Regions from separate parts of the Mus musculus genome. Here all the other regions are linked to region 1. Evidence: chromatin contacts called from public Hi-C and HiChIP or PLAC-seq data. All regions are on one chromosome and are shown on one strand. The core of a region is the stretch at or near the end of the contact, and the rest is flanking DNA. Distances in the headings are between cores, read along the strand shown. Region 1 holds the start of Chrm3 (cholinergic receptor, muscarinic 3, cardiac). Region 2 overlaps Chrm3 (cholinergic receptor, muscarinic 3, cardiac). Region 3 overlaps Gm26861 (a long non-coding RNA gene). Region 4 overlaps Chrm3 (cholinergic receptor, muscarinic 3, cardiac).

Region 1 (3,599 bases), core at 432-2,931:
GTGTGTGTGTGTCCAGGAATGGTACATTTCCTATCTTGTTGAACCTCAGAGGCAAAGAGGGAAAGGAAAGATCTGTTGAAAGCTCACAATGAAGTGGTCAGTTTCCCTAACAGCAGAGTCTGCCACCCTTTCAAAACCCTGTCAAGAATATCAGTGGAGTCGGGTGGGTGGATGGTGGCATATATGCTTACAGACTTCAGACAGGTTCAAAACACTTATCCACAAAACAAGGTCTGCGGTTTTGAAAAATGCATCCATATGGATGCGAGTCCCCAATGCTCCTTTCCTCTCTTACTTCCAACCCTTGCGTGCAAGGAGAGTCTCACACACCGGCAGACAAGGCAGCGTCACAATTCCAATACTCAAAGCGTGGAGTGGACAAGTGAATTCTACCCCTTTGGGTCAACCATCTCCCTGACCTCAGCGGTTTAAAAACCACCACATAGAAACAAGCTGCGCACAGAAACGAGGTTGTGCCAGAAAGGAGCGGGAAGACTCCGGAGAAGAGATCCGGTATAGTTTAGCAGCTCTGGCTGAGCCAGAGTAGACTCGCGCCCTGGCGCAGTACCCTCTCCCAGGTCACCAGGCGTGGAATGAAAACCGCCTTTTCGCTCCAGAAAAGTGACCCCAAGAGTCGTCCCTCGCTGCAAGGTTGGCAGGGATCTGACTTAGCTTTCCTAAAAAAAAATTAAAACGGTATTGAAAGGCCCACAGAGGACCCAGCACACAGGAGCCCAGACAAACAGCTCTGGCGCTCCCTTCTTCGCTTTTGGATCCTGCCTATGAGAGAGAAAAAAGAAGCCCAAGGGATCCGGGTGAGCTGACAGGGGTGCTCTCTTGGCCACTGACCGCCTGCCCCTGTCTTTCCCAGGCGCTCGGGTGCCACCTCCGCATTCTCCACCCTTCGTCCCTGCGCTCCAACTCCTCACCAGACAGATATCCAGTTCCTGTTCCCCTAGATTGACAAAACCACCTCTCTTCGTCCCTCCTCAGTCCTTCCTTTAAACTCCACCAGCAAACAAATTTCCTACGGAGGCAGAAAACTTTTCCCCTTATTTCACCACCAGATAAGGCAAGAAACCGGGTCAGGTTCGCTGCTAGCCTCTCTGCACTGCGCGGTAGCGAGCAGCGCACGTCCTTACCTGGCAGCCGTGCTCCAGGTGGCTGTCCCACTCCAGTCCTCCGCGCCTCCCCGAATCTCCCGGACTGTCCAGTCCGCTCTACCGAACCTCGGTCTCTCGCAGCAGGGAGTTCGGAGACAGCGACTGTCCTCAGGTTCGCTCGTGCCTCGGAGCCGCCCTTGTCTGCATCGCCCGGCTTCTGGGTGCAAGCGCAGCTGCGGGCTCCTCCCGGCCGGTCGCGAGTGCGGGGCTCCCGGCTGCAGCCGACTTGGCCCGCGGTTGCGCTCCCGGGTCCGAGCGCGCTCCGCCCGCGGGCAGCTGCGGCCGCGCGTCACATGCCGCCTCTCGGCAGCAGCCGTGGCACCTGCCCGGGCGACCGCACTGGGGCTCGGTTAGTCCGCCCCCGCGTCCTGCGCGCCCCTGCCCACCCCAGCCCTCTCTGATCTCGCCTTAATTTTTTTTTTTTTTACCCTCCTGCTCTCTCACTTCTCATTCCTTTTCTCTGCCTCTTTGTATATGTTTTATTCTTTTCTCCAAAAGCAGACAGAAGGCGCTCCAAGTGGGAGGAGATCTGTCCCTCCTCATGAACTCTTCCTCTGCCTGGTGGTGGCGATCGTGGCTACTGCTGCCCTCGTCCTCCTCCCCTTCCTCCTCCTCCTAGTCCTTCTTCTTTCAGTGTAACTCACTAGCTGCCTGCTGGAGCCCTAAACCTGCTCTGTTTCTGAGCATGCCCAGTGGCACCGCGGGCTCCTCGCTTCTCCCCGCGTGCTGGCTTGGCTGTATTCTCCGCCTGGCAGGGGCGAGGGAAACCAGCCCAGGGAGATCCTGGGTACTTTTCGGATAGGATCGCTAGAGGCCGGGCACAGAACCTGGGCGAGGAGTTTCCACCCACCCAGCGTGGCCTCACGTGCTCCCTATTTGCGCTCAGTGTTTCAAGGGTTGATGTTGATCAGATGTTTCCGTGTTCCATTTGAAGTCTGAAGTGGGTTTCCTTCAATTGCTTAGAAGGGTATGAAGAATGCGATTTCTTGGACTGAACTTATGGACAAGTGAACCTCAGCTCCAGAAAATAAAGGAGCCGGCTGGCAACCTTTCTCAAGGGGACAGTATGGTGCGTGTACGATTTGAGATTTAAAGAGCGTTTGTTTATGCAGAGCGAAGTAGCAGAGGACAGGGCAGCTTTGCTCCCCAGAAGTTTACACTTTAGGAGAAATTAGAGAAGCACTGCTGAAAAGAACGCGTCTGCGTGCATATGCACATGTGTGCACACTTTTTTTTTTCAGCCAGGAAAATTAAACCACAGTCTCACTAGTCTCTCTCTCTCTCTCTCTCTCTCTCTCTCTCTCTCTCTCTCTCTCTCTCTCTCTCTCTCTCCCTCCCTCCCTCTCTCTCTCTCTCTACCTTCCTCTCCCTTCTTCCTTCCTTCCTCTCTTTGTTTCTTTTTCTTTATCCCTGACCCTTCCTGCTCTTCCTCTCTCTCTCCCTCCCTCTTTCCTTCTTTCCTTGTTTCTTGCTTCTCTAGCCCTCCTCTTCCCTGGGGTCTGCTTTGAACTCCCATCTTGATCTTTCTTCCCCCCTCTTCCCATGTGGTGGGATTTCTGGCAAACCTAGCCAGGCTTTTAAATTCATATACAACTCCAGAGGAATGTGAAGCTGGGAGAAAGGGGGATTACTTACTATAGACTAATGTCAAGTAACTAAATAAGGACAGAGTAGCGAGCTCTAACAAAGTACTAGATACTAAGGAGGCTGCTGCTGCAGCAGTATGTGGCTTTTCCTAAACACAGATAAAAATGATGATATAACATTCTTATAAAAGCACACGCCTGTAACCCTAGGATTTGGCAGTCTGCGACAGGATGGCCCATGAGTTCAAGTTTAGCTTGGGCCATACAGACAGCCTATCTCTAAATAAATAAATAAGAGTGGACCAATGCAACAGTGTCTTTGGGAAGAAGAGACAAGGGGGACTGCAAAGAAGGAAGAAAGGAGAGAGAGAGGTAAGGCTGAAGCAGGAGGTCAGAGGAATAAGAGAGAAGGAGTACAGGTGTGCACAACAGGAAACAAAACTTCACAGTTTAAAAAGAAGCAACATTATTTTTGGTTCTATTTAGAGCAAGAAGGAAAACAGAAGAGAGAGATGTGATATGGAAATTTTGTCAAGGAATATAGAATAGTTAGTACGGCACTTCCTTTCATGACTGTCTTTCCTGGGTAGAACAGTCCTTAAGGGAAACACAACTAAATTGCTCTTAGAGGGAATTCAAGTCAAAAGAAAATTTCTAATGAGGAGGCCTGTGGCTGCTCTCAGGTGAGTTGCATGCTGGGTGCTGAGGTGGGAAGCAGTAATCCTATAGCAGACTCTTGTTTCCGTCCCTTTCAGTTGGTAAGATGATTATTGTCTTCACATGTTCTTCCACGTTTCAAAACAAATATTCAAACCACACATTGAAAGCATTTGTTTTAAGTTCATCTGGG
Region 2 (3,599 bases), core at 374-2,873, 250 kb before region 1:
TTTTAAAATACACTATGGACAATGTGAAAAAATGATGAAATTTAAAATATTACCAATAATCCTAATGCCAATTTTTTAGTTCCTTTTCATTGTGCTATTCATTTGCTATAGATTTGTCTGTCTGAGCTGGGCAGTGGTGGCACACACCTTTAATCCCAGCAGTTGGGAGGCAGAGGCAGAGGCAGGCAGATTTCTGAGTTCGAGGCCAGCTTGGTCTACATAGTGAGTTCCAGGACAGCCAGGGCTACACAGAGAAACCCTGTCTCAAAAAACCAAAACAAAATAAACAAACAAACCAAAGCAAAAAAACTCAAAAAGCAAAACAAAACAAAAGATTTGTCTGATTTGTCTATGTATCTATTATGTATCTATCTATCATCTACCTATTATCTATCATCTATCTATCCACCATCTATTTATCATCTAGCTATTGTCATCTATCTATCTATCTATCTATCTATCTATCTATCTATCTATCTATCTATCTATCATCTATTTATCATCTAGCTATTGTCATCTATCTATCTGTCATCTAGCTATGCATCCATTCATCTATCTACCTACCATATACATATCTACTTACCTTTTTACATGATATGCTGAGGATGGAATTCAGTTACTTGTGAATGCCAGGAAAGCATTCTTCCATTGAGCTGCCTTTCCAGCCCTTAATATTAATTTCTGCCAAAGGGTAATTGACACGAGGTCAATTGCTTATTTCATATTACTTGTAAAGCCTGTAGAATATGGACCTAGAGAAGTGTTTCAAGATTGAGTGAATATTATTTTGGCCTGCATGATCATACAGATCAATAAACTAACTTTAGATGAAAGAAAAGCAGATGGACACCAGGGTGGAAGAGAACAAGAAGACAGCCAATCTCTGGCTTAGAGAACTACACATCAGAGAGCCATCCCTTTACCATATACACAAGACATACAAAGAGTATTTAATTTTGGTCTCTTCAAAACATCTTGACTGGGCAGTGGTGGTGCACACCTATAATCCAGTCATTCCAGTCAGAGGCAGGCAGATCTCTTAAGTTTGAGGCCAACTTGTTCTACAGAATGGGTTCCAGGACAGTTAGGCTTATACAGAGAACCCTGGTCTGGGAAAACCAAAAGAAAAGAAAAAGAAAAAAAAAGTATCTTGAAATCATGGAACTCAAAAAATCTGCTAGAAAGGCAGGAATAGATAAAAGTAAGATTATCTCCTATTCTACAGATTGGAAAAAAAAAAATCCCAGTTCAGTCTGTGAGGTCAAGAAAGAGACTAAAGTTTATAAGGAAGTAACCTTGAGCTCTATTGTTAGATCTCCCCCCCCCCCAAAAAAAAGTTGTTTTTGTGACAAAACAAGAAACAGTTTGACATGATTCTGCTTGGCCCTTTGGCATGCAAAAATACTAAGGCTGGCTGACATTCTGGCTGCACAGTTCACAGCTGTGTAATCACTGGGGTCTAGGACTCCTGACTATACTTAGTTCACCCCGTGGATTCCTTTTGAGACCAAGACAATGGAACTTATAATTAGCAAACTACTATAAGTCTAGAACTATGACACATGAATAGAACTCTTCCTTTTTCTCTTCCCCTCTCCAGGAGCATAAAAATAGAACAAGGAACTCAAATCACTTTTAATAAAAATATAACCAAAGATGGAACTTGGCAAGAGCAATGCCCAGTGAGAGAAGCAGGGTGAGTCTTATTTTCCTCTGACACTCAGACTTCTTTCTGACATGCAGGCGTGGATGTGAGCCTGTCAGAGAGGGATTGCTAACCGATGCCTTGCATTTACATCCCCAGTACAGGGGTCAGAGGTCATCCATGCGATGTGCTCACAGCATAAGCAGATATGTGAAAAAAATTAATCACAATACGAAACTGTATAGGCGATATGTATTTTCTTCTATGTCCTGAAGCATTTCACATAGCATTCAAGTTACTCTGTCTTCCAGTGCTTTGTGCCTGGGCGTCTTCTTTGCTCTGCTACTTCTGCTCTCCCGACCTATTACTAAATAAAGTAAGGGTCATTTGAACAAAGTACTGCCAAGCCATGATAGTCAGTCTGATAAACTGAAGGGCTAAGTATTAACAAGCATGTAGCGCATATGGCATGGATCCTGAGAAGAAAAAGATAGATCATGTCCTAAGTGGGACTGACTAAAATCACGGGAGACCTCATAACCCTGCTTAGGAAAAGGTACAATTTACAACTGATTTACAACTTGTGAGTTGTTTACTTGTGGAATTTTCCATTTAATATCTTCTTGATTGATTGATTAATTAGTTGTCTGTAGGTAACAGAAATTTGGGAAACAAAATCGTGAATAAGAGAAATCATATTACAAATCCAACCCAGAGACTATTACTTTCCCTTGGTCCACTGATACTAACTCATTTTTTCTGACTCCTTACTAATTTCTGCTTCATCTCTTTGACAGCTGTCAGATCAATATTCCAAAATAACAGCTCAATTTCCAGTTCAAAATCATCAAGTGACCATGCAACTCCTGGAAACAAGAAAATGGGACAGCAATGTTCCTTTAAGCGTAATCTTTTTTTTTTTCATTATATATGTTGATCGTTTATTTCATTTTTTTTAGCTGTAGAACATGATTACTTTCCAAAGTGTCTTAAAAAAATTATAATTAACAGTAATGCAAGAGAAAGCAAAAACTTGACCTTTAACCGAAACATTATTCAGCAACTTATTGATATGAGTTTCAATAAAATATCAAATTCACATTTTAGAAATTATTTAAAAATATAAATGAGGTAGATGTACATAATCAGAGAAAATGAAAAACCTATTTCACATGAGTTATAATAGTGCAGAGAGCCATGTAACAGGATAAATTAAAGCACGCGCGCGTGCGCGTGTGCACACACACACAGAGTATTCAAGTATCTGCTTATTTATCCCGATTTTCTTTCAAATAGTATTTTAAAATACATTATATGTTTTGAAGTGATGTAAGAACAATTAATGAAAAAGGAGCTATGATATTGAAAGAGAACAGTCATTGGTGATGGTGACAATGGTGGCAGTTGTGCATAGAAGGCTTGGGGGGAAAATAGAAGAATGATCTACTTTTATTATAGTGTAAAAAATTAAAATAAAAATATTTAAAATAAAATATTTATTGCCTTTCTACCCATCCTTTTATTCTTAATTCTAAAAATATATAAAAACTGTATAACTATATTGAAAATAAGTGCACAGTTCATAGAAGAATAGACTCAGGGTCTTGATAGTCTTAAAACTTAATCTTGATTTATCTTTCTGCATTTCCCCTCCAACTCTGTCCCACCTAGAGTGCCCAAAGAAGTGTCCTGATTCTCCTTGGTTCACAGGTTTTTCCCAACTCCAGTTTCTTTTGCCATGTCCACCAGCGGGTTTGCAATTCCTCTGCCAGACTCTTCCTATCACCATCCACCAAACTCTGTCTTTTAAAGTTCAAGCGGGTGCAATCAATTCTTCCTGCCTCATCTCAGCAGAACATTTCCCTTCTGCGTGTCTCATTCTATCCTGCTTTCTGAGTGTATATGACCTATTTTCCACAATTAAATAAATTTGAAAATGTTTAAGCAGTACTAA
Region 3 (3,599 bases), core at 661-3,160, 180 kb after region 1:
AAGCCTAGGAAGGCCACTTGTATTATTGCAGTCAGATTATTAAAGTGACTCTTGAATCAGGGAAATTAAAATAATTAGTAGTTCTATGAAAATTGTGTTGACATCTGGGGAATGAACCCATCATGGAGACTTCCTGAGGGGGAAAAAAAATGTGTCAGCAAAGGAGATAGCAAGAAAGCTGTAAAATGCTGAGAAAATGTTCCACAATTCCATGAGGCCTCTGTATTAAGTTGTAAATGCTAGAAGTTTGTCTTAAGTTCACCTAAACCTAAATTTTATGAACAATTATTTTTTGAATTATAAAATATCCAAATAAATGTGCACATATTTATTTTAGATTAAAAAATACCTACGTTGCATTTAAAAATATTTGCTTGTCAGATAACTTTTGAAATCTGGGTTCAATTCACAGTGTCTTGGCAGAAAGTTTTTTGTGTCTAATGGTATTTTGCCTATACAATAGAAACTCTAAGATGTAGCTTTAAAGCCATGACAGCTGGGGAGATGACACACAGTTAAGAGCAGTTGCTCTCTTTCAGAGGACTCACATTCAGTTCTCAGGAAGCCGGTCAGGTGGCTCACAAGCACCTTTAGCATCAGTAGAAGAGTATCTGTCACCCCCTCCTGGCCGCTGTCTGCAACTGCACTTAGGTGCACATACCCATACAGACCACACATACACAGATAATTTAAAATAAAATCTTTAAAACCATGAGTGGAAAGATCAAGATGAAGTGCGCGGAACTGGATATGCAGTGGCTTTGAAACAGTTAGATGCCTCAGACAGCCTAGAGAGGCAGAAGGCAGAAAGTGACCAGTGTGATTTCAGCAGAAGGCACTGTTCACTTCAAAACAGTGAAGAAGAGACACTCTCCCACAGGAAAGGGATGCCTGCGAAAGGGAAAGAGGAAGTCTGGAGTATGCATAGGAGGTTTGCGGAATGAGAAGTTAAATACAATGGCCGGGACTGCCTATGTGTAAGCTTACAGTTTCTCCCTCCTTGTAGCGTCTGCTCTGTTAAGGCAGGCTATCTTGGGAGACAGGCTGACATGCTGATAATGGTTTGAGCAAGGGCAGTTATAACCTCATAAGAACTCTATTTTTACAATAGATGCTCTTTATAGTTCCAAACCCTATAAAAGTTATAAAATGGAGTGGAAGCGTCGATCTTCTCATAGCCTTTTTTTTGCTGAGAAGGGTCTTTATAAGGAGGAGGTATACCTGTTCAGGGGGTCAGGAAGAGGGGGTCCTCTGGTCTTTTATTAGGAGGAGAGTTTTAACTTGACCTTCTGTGATGGATCACACCATTGCTGTCACGTATCCTTGGAGAAACATTTGAGAAATAATTAGTAAAGGTATGGAAACAGATAATTTGGTCACAGAGCAAAACAAGGTGGAGAGGAGGGGAAAGAGCAGAGAGACAGGAGAGGCAGAGGTAGGGAGCGAGCGCGGGTGAGAAGAAGTAAGTGTGGCGTTGATTGAGGGTGTGAGTGACTAGTCCTCCTGCCAGGAGTACAGCACCAAAGTGAGTCAGGAGAAGTGTCGGAACTACGGAGCATTAAAGGAAGGGAACAGGAGAAAAATAGAGGACCCAGGTAAAGAATTATATCTCACCCCAGGTCAAAGAGATAAAGGTCCTTAGCAACCAGACTTTCTCCATAGCATTTGAGAGGGTTTGTTTGTTTGTTGTTTTTTATCAGTTTTTGTTTGTTTTGTTTTGTTTGTATGAGGAATAAATGAAGCTGTTGTACAGTGAGAGTCAGGAGATTGTATGTGGAACATTCTGTTCAGGTGTAAGGGGAAGTACAGTATGTGAAACATTGAAAACACAGAGGAAAAACGCAAGAGTCTGGTTAAGAAGGAAGGAGGAAGTGACCAGGGGGCGGAGCCAGAGTGGGAGAGAATGCAAAGGTCATACATAGGAGGGTGAATTGTTTGTCTGGTCCCTGTGTCTTTGGGACCCATTTCAAACCAGCTAAAATCCTTCGGTGCAGAAACAGCAACAGTTATGGAGGCAGGTACAAGTCTCACCCTGAGCAGTAGTCAGGTCTAGTTCTACAGAACGGCAGCAGCCAAAAGATCGAGTTGGTCCTGACAGATGGTCAGCTGATCTGAAATTTCCTGAAGGCATTTTGAGAGAGAGCTGATGGGGCAGAGGTGATAATTGGTGCAGAGAAGGCTTCAGTCCAGATGGCCGAGTTCTGAGTACTGAAAGCACGCCTGGAGCAGCAAGAGGAGGGATGAGTTAGATGTACCGCAGCCTGTGATTGGTCCCCCTCTCAGACAACCTGCTCTTAAGGGTTTGTGGGCATGGACCTGTCTTAATGGCTTCAGGCTGACAAAAGGGACAGTGTAGGAAGATCAACTGCAATAGTGCCTCACAGGATGGTCCCTCTAAGGGGCCCATAGTAAAATTTCACAGATGGCTAAGGTCCAGAGCACGAGACAACTGTTTGGTGATAGCAGATTTTCTTGGAGCATTCTATGTGGGAGAGAGAATATTTGTAAATATCTAAAAGTGAAATCATTGGTGCTATTATAATTTTACTGAGGGCATAGTTAAGAGAAGAGTTTGGGCATTTCTGTCCTTATTAGAGGAATAGAACAGACAAGAAAACCATGGTTAAAAAAAAATCTTCGGCTAGCTTTTCCATAGACATTAGCAGGATGATTTTTTGTCCTTATTTTCTGGTCACCATTATTGATCATAAAGATGTAAGACCATTTATTGTGTTAAAGAGCTTGAGACATTTTTCATTGTCCAGCATAGGCTCAAAATCATCTACTGAGTCTTTCACAGTTGTTTCAGCTTTGTGTGAAACATTAAGAGTTTGACGAAAAATATCTGATTCGACTTAAGGCTCACTCCATGAGATAGAACCCATATCTGACATTGCTTGGGTGACCAAAAACTTGAGACTAGAAGCCCAAGGATGTAAGGTATTACCAAGTGCTACTGCTCTAAAATAAATAAATAAAATATAAGTAGCAATGGAGTTGACTCCTAAAGCTATACTCACAGATCAGTGCCTTGCCTAGCAGCTGTCATAGAAGCTTCCTCCTTCAGCAGCTGAAAAAAAAAATGTACCCATGGACGGATGTTATACAGAGAATGAGAGACCTCAGAAATGTTCAGCTCTAAACCAATGTTTCCATCAAATCTCTCTATCAGGGCTCATGGAACTCTGCAGAAGAGGAGGCAGAGCGTTCTAGCACACATATTATGTTTTCATAGGATTCCTGAATATGCCAGTGGGTGGGTCTCTGTGTTTATGTTTCCTGTGCCCTCCCTTGGCCCCCCTTTCTTCTGTTTGCTTTGTTCTATTCGGATGCACTGGCTTTTGTTTCCTCTTATTTTATTTCCTTATTATCTATTTAGGTTCCTATTTGGTTTCTAGTGAGAGACAGAAAGCAGGTGGATTTGGATGGGAGGGGAGGGGCTGGGAGGAGAAGGAGGAGAATCTGTAATCTAGATATATTATCAGATCAAGAGCTATTTTCCAGAAAAGGGAAAATGTGTGAAAAAAATTTAACAACATGATTAACATAAGGGTTTTTTTTTTGTTTGTTTGTTTTTCGGGTTTTGTTTTTTTTTTTGT
Region 4 (3,599 bases), core at 358-2,857, 150 kb before region 1:
ATACCTCTCCTGGGCATATATCCAGAAGATGTCCCAACTGGTAAGAAGGACACATGCTCCACTATGTTCATAGCAGCCTTATTTATAATAGCCAGAAGCTGGAAAGAACTTAGATGTCCCTCAACAGAGGAATGGATACAGAAAATGTGGTACATTTATACAATGGAGTACTACTCAGCTATTAAAAAGAATGAATTTATGAAATTCCTAGGCAAATGGATGGACCTGGAGGGCATCATCCTGAGTGAGGTAACCCAATCACAAAAGAACTCACATGATATGTACTCACTGATAAGTGGATATTAGCCCAGAAACATAGAATTCCCAAGATATAAGATACAATTTGCAAAACACATGAAACTCAAGAAGAACGAAGACCAAAGTGTGGACACTTTGCCCCTTCTTAGAATTGGGAACAAAACACCCATGGTAGGAGTTACAGAGACAAAGTTTGGAGCTGAGACGAAAGGATGGAGAGACTGCCACACCTGGGTATCCATCCCATAATCAGCCTCCAAACGCTGACACCATTATATACACCAGCAAGATTTTGCTGAAAGGACCCTGATATAGCTGTCTCTTGTGAGACTATGCCGGTGCCTGGCAAACACAGAAGTAGATGCTCACAGTCAGCTATTGGATGGAACACAGGGGCCCCAATGGAGGAGCTAGAGAAAGCACCCAAGGAGCTAAAGGGATCTGCAACCCTATAGGTGGAACAACAATATGAACTAACCAGTACCCCCCCCCCCCCGGAGCTCTTGACTCTAGCTGCATATGTAGCAGAAGATGGCCTAGTTGGCCATCATTGGGAAAAGAGGCCCCTTGGTCTGGCAAACTTTATATGCCTCAGTACAGGGGAACACCAGGGCCATGAAGTGGGAGTGGGTGGGTAAGGAAGTTGAGGGGGGAGGGTTTGGGGGACTTTTGGGATAGCATTGGAAATGTAAATGAAGAAAATACCTAATTTAAAAAAAATTCTACTTGACATTAGACTTCTGGCTTATTTTTCAATGTTTAACTAAAATGGTCATTATTTTGCAAAATTAATTTTAAACTCTGATTTCAATTTGCTTTATCTGCTCTTCATAATGTGGGCAGAGATCCACTTTCTGGCAAGCTTATTCAATTTGTAATTCTTCAGTCCAATTGAGTAAAGTGAGAAATATTAAAGACTGCTAAGAATTTAGCTCATAGCTCAACACACACACACACACACACAGACACACACACACACACACACACACACTCATTCTCCCTCCCCCCCCCCCGCTATTAAATCTTTGCAGAGCTGGCTTCCAGGAAGCTTACCATGGTTTTGATCTATTTCCTGTCTATTACCATGCTCATGCTAAAGAGGAATGCTTTAGCTCAAACAGCAGCTGGATGTCCCAGAATAGTAAATTACTCCAACATTCTTCTTTTCTTCCTCCTCCTCCTCCTCTACTTCTTCTACTTTTACTTTTACTTCTACTTCTACTTCTACTTCTACTTCTACTTCTACTTCTACTTCTACTTCTACTTCTACTTCTACTTCTACTTCTACTTCTTTAAATGCAGGATATCCTCATTTCTCACAACTCTTTGTTTCTACTTTAAATTAGTTTCCTATAAATAGCCTCTTGTCCAATGTCTACTTAGCTCTCCACAGAATTAGTCACCACAAAGAGAGCCCCCACTATGTTGGTTTCATGTCTATTTAAAGTTAGAAACAGTTTTGGGGTGTGTTTTACAAGTGCACTGACTGTAGTCCTATGCAGATGTGTATCTTCTAGTGCACTGGGGGTGTTCTGTTCCATCAGTCTCTGCATTATTCCATAAGACAGACTCTCACTGAACTGGATTGCTGAGACTTGCTTGCAGCCTTAGCAATCCTGTTTCAGAACCTGCAGGCCTGATGTTACAGGCTACAGGCAAGTATGTGACCACAGCTGCCTTCCTAGGTAGCTAGCAGGGATGGGGATTCAAACTTGGGTTCTTGTGATTTCCTCTACTGTGCTATCACCCCTGCCTTTGTAGAAATCTTTTATAAGAAAAACACCCTGATCTGGTACAGGTTCCCTGGTACTCTAATGATGTGCTACCAATTGAATCAATCCAGATAGAAGAAAGGTTGGTCATCGTCCTACAGACATCAGAAACCTCTATTTTTTTTTTTTTGTGGCAAAACCATTACACCCCTCTGAAATTATCTTTATACTTTCCTGAAAGGTCATGAGTGACATTTCACATCTAAAATCAGCTCTTCAAAATTTCAATATTAAGTCTGATATAGTGGCTAAACAGGGCATTGTTGGAATCCAACAAAAATATTTTTGATTTAATAATGAAGTAGTTAGGAGACTTGTGCTTTATGTGGTCAAATTTAACAGAAACTCAAGTCATTACTAATCAAAAATATTAGAATGAGTTTTCAAGTGATTGTTGAAAAATCCTGTGGGAAGCCCTTATGGAATACTTGCTTTAGATATCATCTAATAGGGATGAAACTCTACAATCATGACCCAGTCCAGAGCTTTTGCTATTTATTAGTGCCTTTCTACTAGACTGAGAATATGGAGATAGAGTGCTTAGTTAATAAGACCTTTTCACAGACTATAAAACCCATAGACTTATGGAAAGGATTTTAAAGGGAAAGTGATGGGAAAGAGTCTTGCAGGGGTGGGGGAGGGTTATATTAGTGGTCCAGTAAGCATAAGGAGAAAGAAAGGTAGTGTTGGTAAAGGAACATTGGTAGATGTCTTGGAAATTTCTAGGTACAAAACTAACGAATCCCCTCCTTTTTTCCTTTTATTATTAGATATTTTCTTTATTTACATTTCAAATGTTATCCCCTCTCCTAGTTTCCCCTCCAAAAATCCCCTATCCCCTCCCCCTTCCCCTGCTCCCCCTACACTGTGAATGGCTCTACTCTGGGTTACTTATTACAGCAGGACAAACATACAAAGAGTGCATTATTCCATTTTATCTACTAGATAGTAAAATAAACAAAGGGACTGACTCAGGTGACTCGGAACTCTTTCACAAGGCATTTTTGATCAGAATGTTAAGTGTGATGAGACATAATCAAGGTAGAAGAGAAGGGGAAGGCCTTCTAGGTCAGAGGACATGGATTAGTTTACCATCCATGTTCACTGATTGAAGATTTGAAAATGTTGGATTGTGTGGGGTGCTGGTCAAGGACTCATATTGGGTACATGTGAGGTTTATCTCACTATGTGTATAAAAAAACACTTCTTATCTCTACTGGAAATACGTCTGTATCTTCAAAACAAAGAGGGTTTGGCTATTGAAGATACACACAGAGAGTAAAACTATCAGATGTTTGTGCAGTGGCTTGAAAGAGAATGGCTCCAAAGGATCATATATCTGAATGCTTGGTCCCCAGTTGGTTGAACTATTTGGGAAGGATTAGAAAGTATGACCCTGTTGGAGTTGATGTGTTGCTGAAAGCACACTATGAAGCTTCAAAAGCCCTCCCCCACCCTCTGCCTCATGGTTGTATTTTAAGATGCAATCTCTCAGTTACTTCCTCAGTGACATACCACCCTGCCTGCTACCTTGCTCTCATCATGACAGTCTCTAACCCTGTAGAACTG

The links. Hi-C and Micro-C count contacts between places; a contact is called where the count stands out from the background. HiChIP or PLAC-seq counts read pairs in DNA pulled down with a chosen protein or histone mark.
Region 2: a contact with region 1 is called in an H3K4me3 HiChIP or PLAC-seq map of bone marrow-derived macrophages, with 2.8 times the contacts expected there. The contact joins the enhancer-like site here to the promoter of Chrm3 in region 1. A contact is called at or near these places in 3 of 484 Hi-C or Micro-C datasets (bone marrow-derived macrophages and cortical neurons), 2 of 115 datasets of contacts at active chromatin or transcription factors (bone marrow-derived macrophages and neural progenitor cells) and 2 of 9 other capture datasets (liver and macrophages).
Region 3: a contact with region 1 is called in an H3K4me3 HiChIP or PLAC-seq map of neural tube, with 4 times the contacts expected there. The contact joins the enhancer-like site here to the promoter of Chrm3 in region 1. A contact is called at or near these places in 1 of 39 promoter capture datasets (embryonic stem cells), 12 of 484 Hi-C or Micro-C datasets (embryonic stem cells, stem cell-derived epiblast-like cells, stem cell-derived neural stem cells and 1 more) and 3 of 115 datasets of contacts at active chromatin or transcription factors (neural progenitor cells, neural tube and stem cell-derived neural progenitor cells).
Region 4: a contact with region 1 is called in a Hi-C map of bone marrow-derived macrophages, with 3 times the contacts expected there. The contact joins the enhancer-like site here to the promoter of Chrm3 in region 1. A contact is called at or near these places in 4 of 484 Hi-C or Micro-C datasets (bone marrow-derived macrophages, cerebellar granule neurons and myeloid progenitors), 1 of 115 datasets of contacts at active chromatin or transcription factors (heart atrium) and 1 of 9 other capture datasets (macrophages).

What each region holds. Positions count from the first base shown.
Region 1 is chr13:10,359,122-10,362,720 of GRCm38.p6, forward strand. Chrm3 (cholinergic receptor, muscarinic 3, cardiac) reads right to left here and starts at 1,682. Exons shown (of 5, transcript NM_033269.4): 1 at 1,143-1,682. It overlaps Gm26861 (a long non-coding RNA gene), which reads left to right and starts at 358. Exons shown (of 7, transcript XR_001780860.2): 1 at 358-815.
Region 2 is chr13:10,108,253-10,111,851 of GRCm38.p6, forward strand. All of the region lies in intron 3 of Chrm3 (cholinergic receptor, muscarinic 3, cardiac), which reads right to left. Among named protein-coding and RNA genes, the nearest start is that of Gm26861, 250 kb to the right of the region's middle. Within about 2 kb of position 1,624, at least 12 of the 459 cell types and tissues checked have an H3K27ac peak or open chromatin away from gene starts, as enhancers often do. A contact at or near this core is called in bone marrow-derived macrophages, where this site is marked.
Region 3 is chr13:10,538,516-10,542,114 of GRCm38.p6, forward strand. All of the region lies in intron 3 of Gm26861 (a long non-coding RNA gene), which reads left to right. Gm36525 (a long non-coding RNA gene) reads right to left here. Exons shown (of 7, transcript XR_873123.1): 4 at 3,021-3,070; 5 at 2,032-2,220; 6 at 1,222-1,322; 7 at 689-891. Among named protein-coding and RNA genes, the nearest start is that of Gm36525, 17 kb to the right of the region's middle. Within about 2 kb of position 1,911, at least 9 of the 459 cell types and tissues checked have an H3K27ac peak or open chromatin away from gene starts, as enhancers often do. A contact at or near this core is called in neural tube, where this site is marked.
Region 4 is chr13:10,209,379-10,212,977 of GRCm38.p6, forward strand. All of the region lies in intron 2 of Chrm3 (cholinergic receptor, muscarinic 3, cardiac), which reads right to left. Among named protein-coding and RNA genes, the nearest start is that of Gm26861, 150 kb to the right of the region's middle. Within about 2 kb of position 1,608, at least 12 of the 459 cell types and tissues checked have an H3K27ac peak or open chromatin away from gene starts, as enhancers often do. A contact at or near this core is called in bone marrow-derived macrophages, where this site is marked.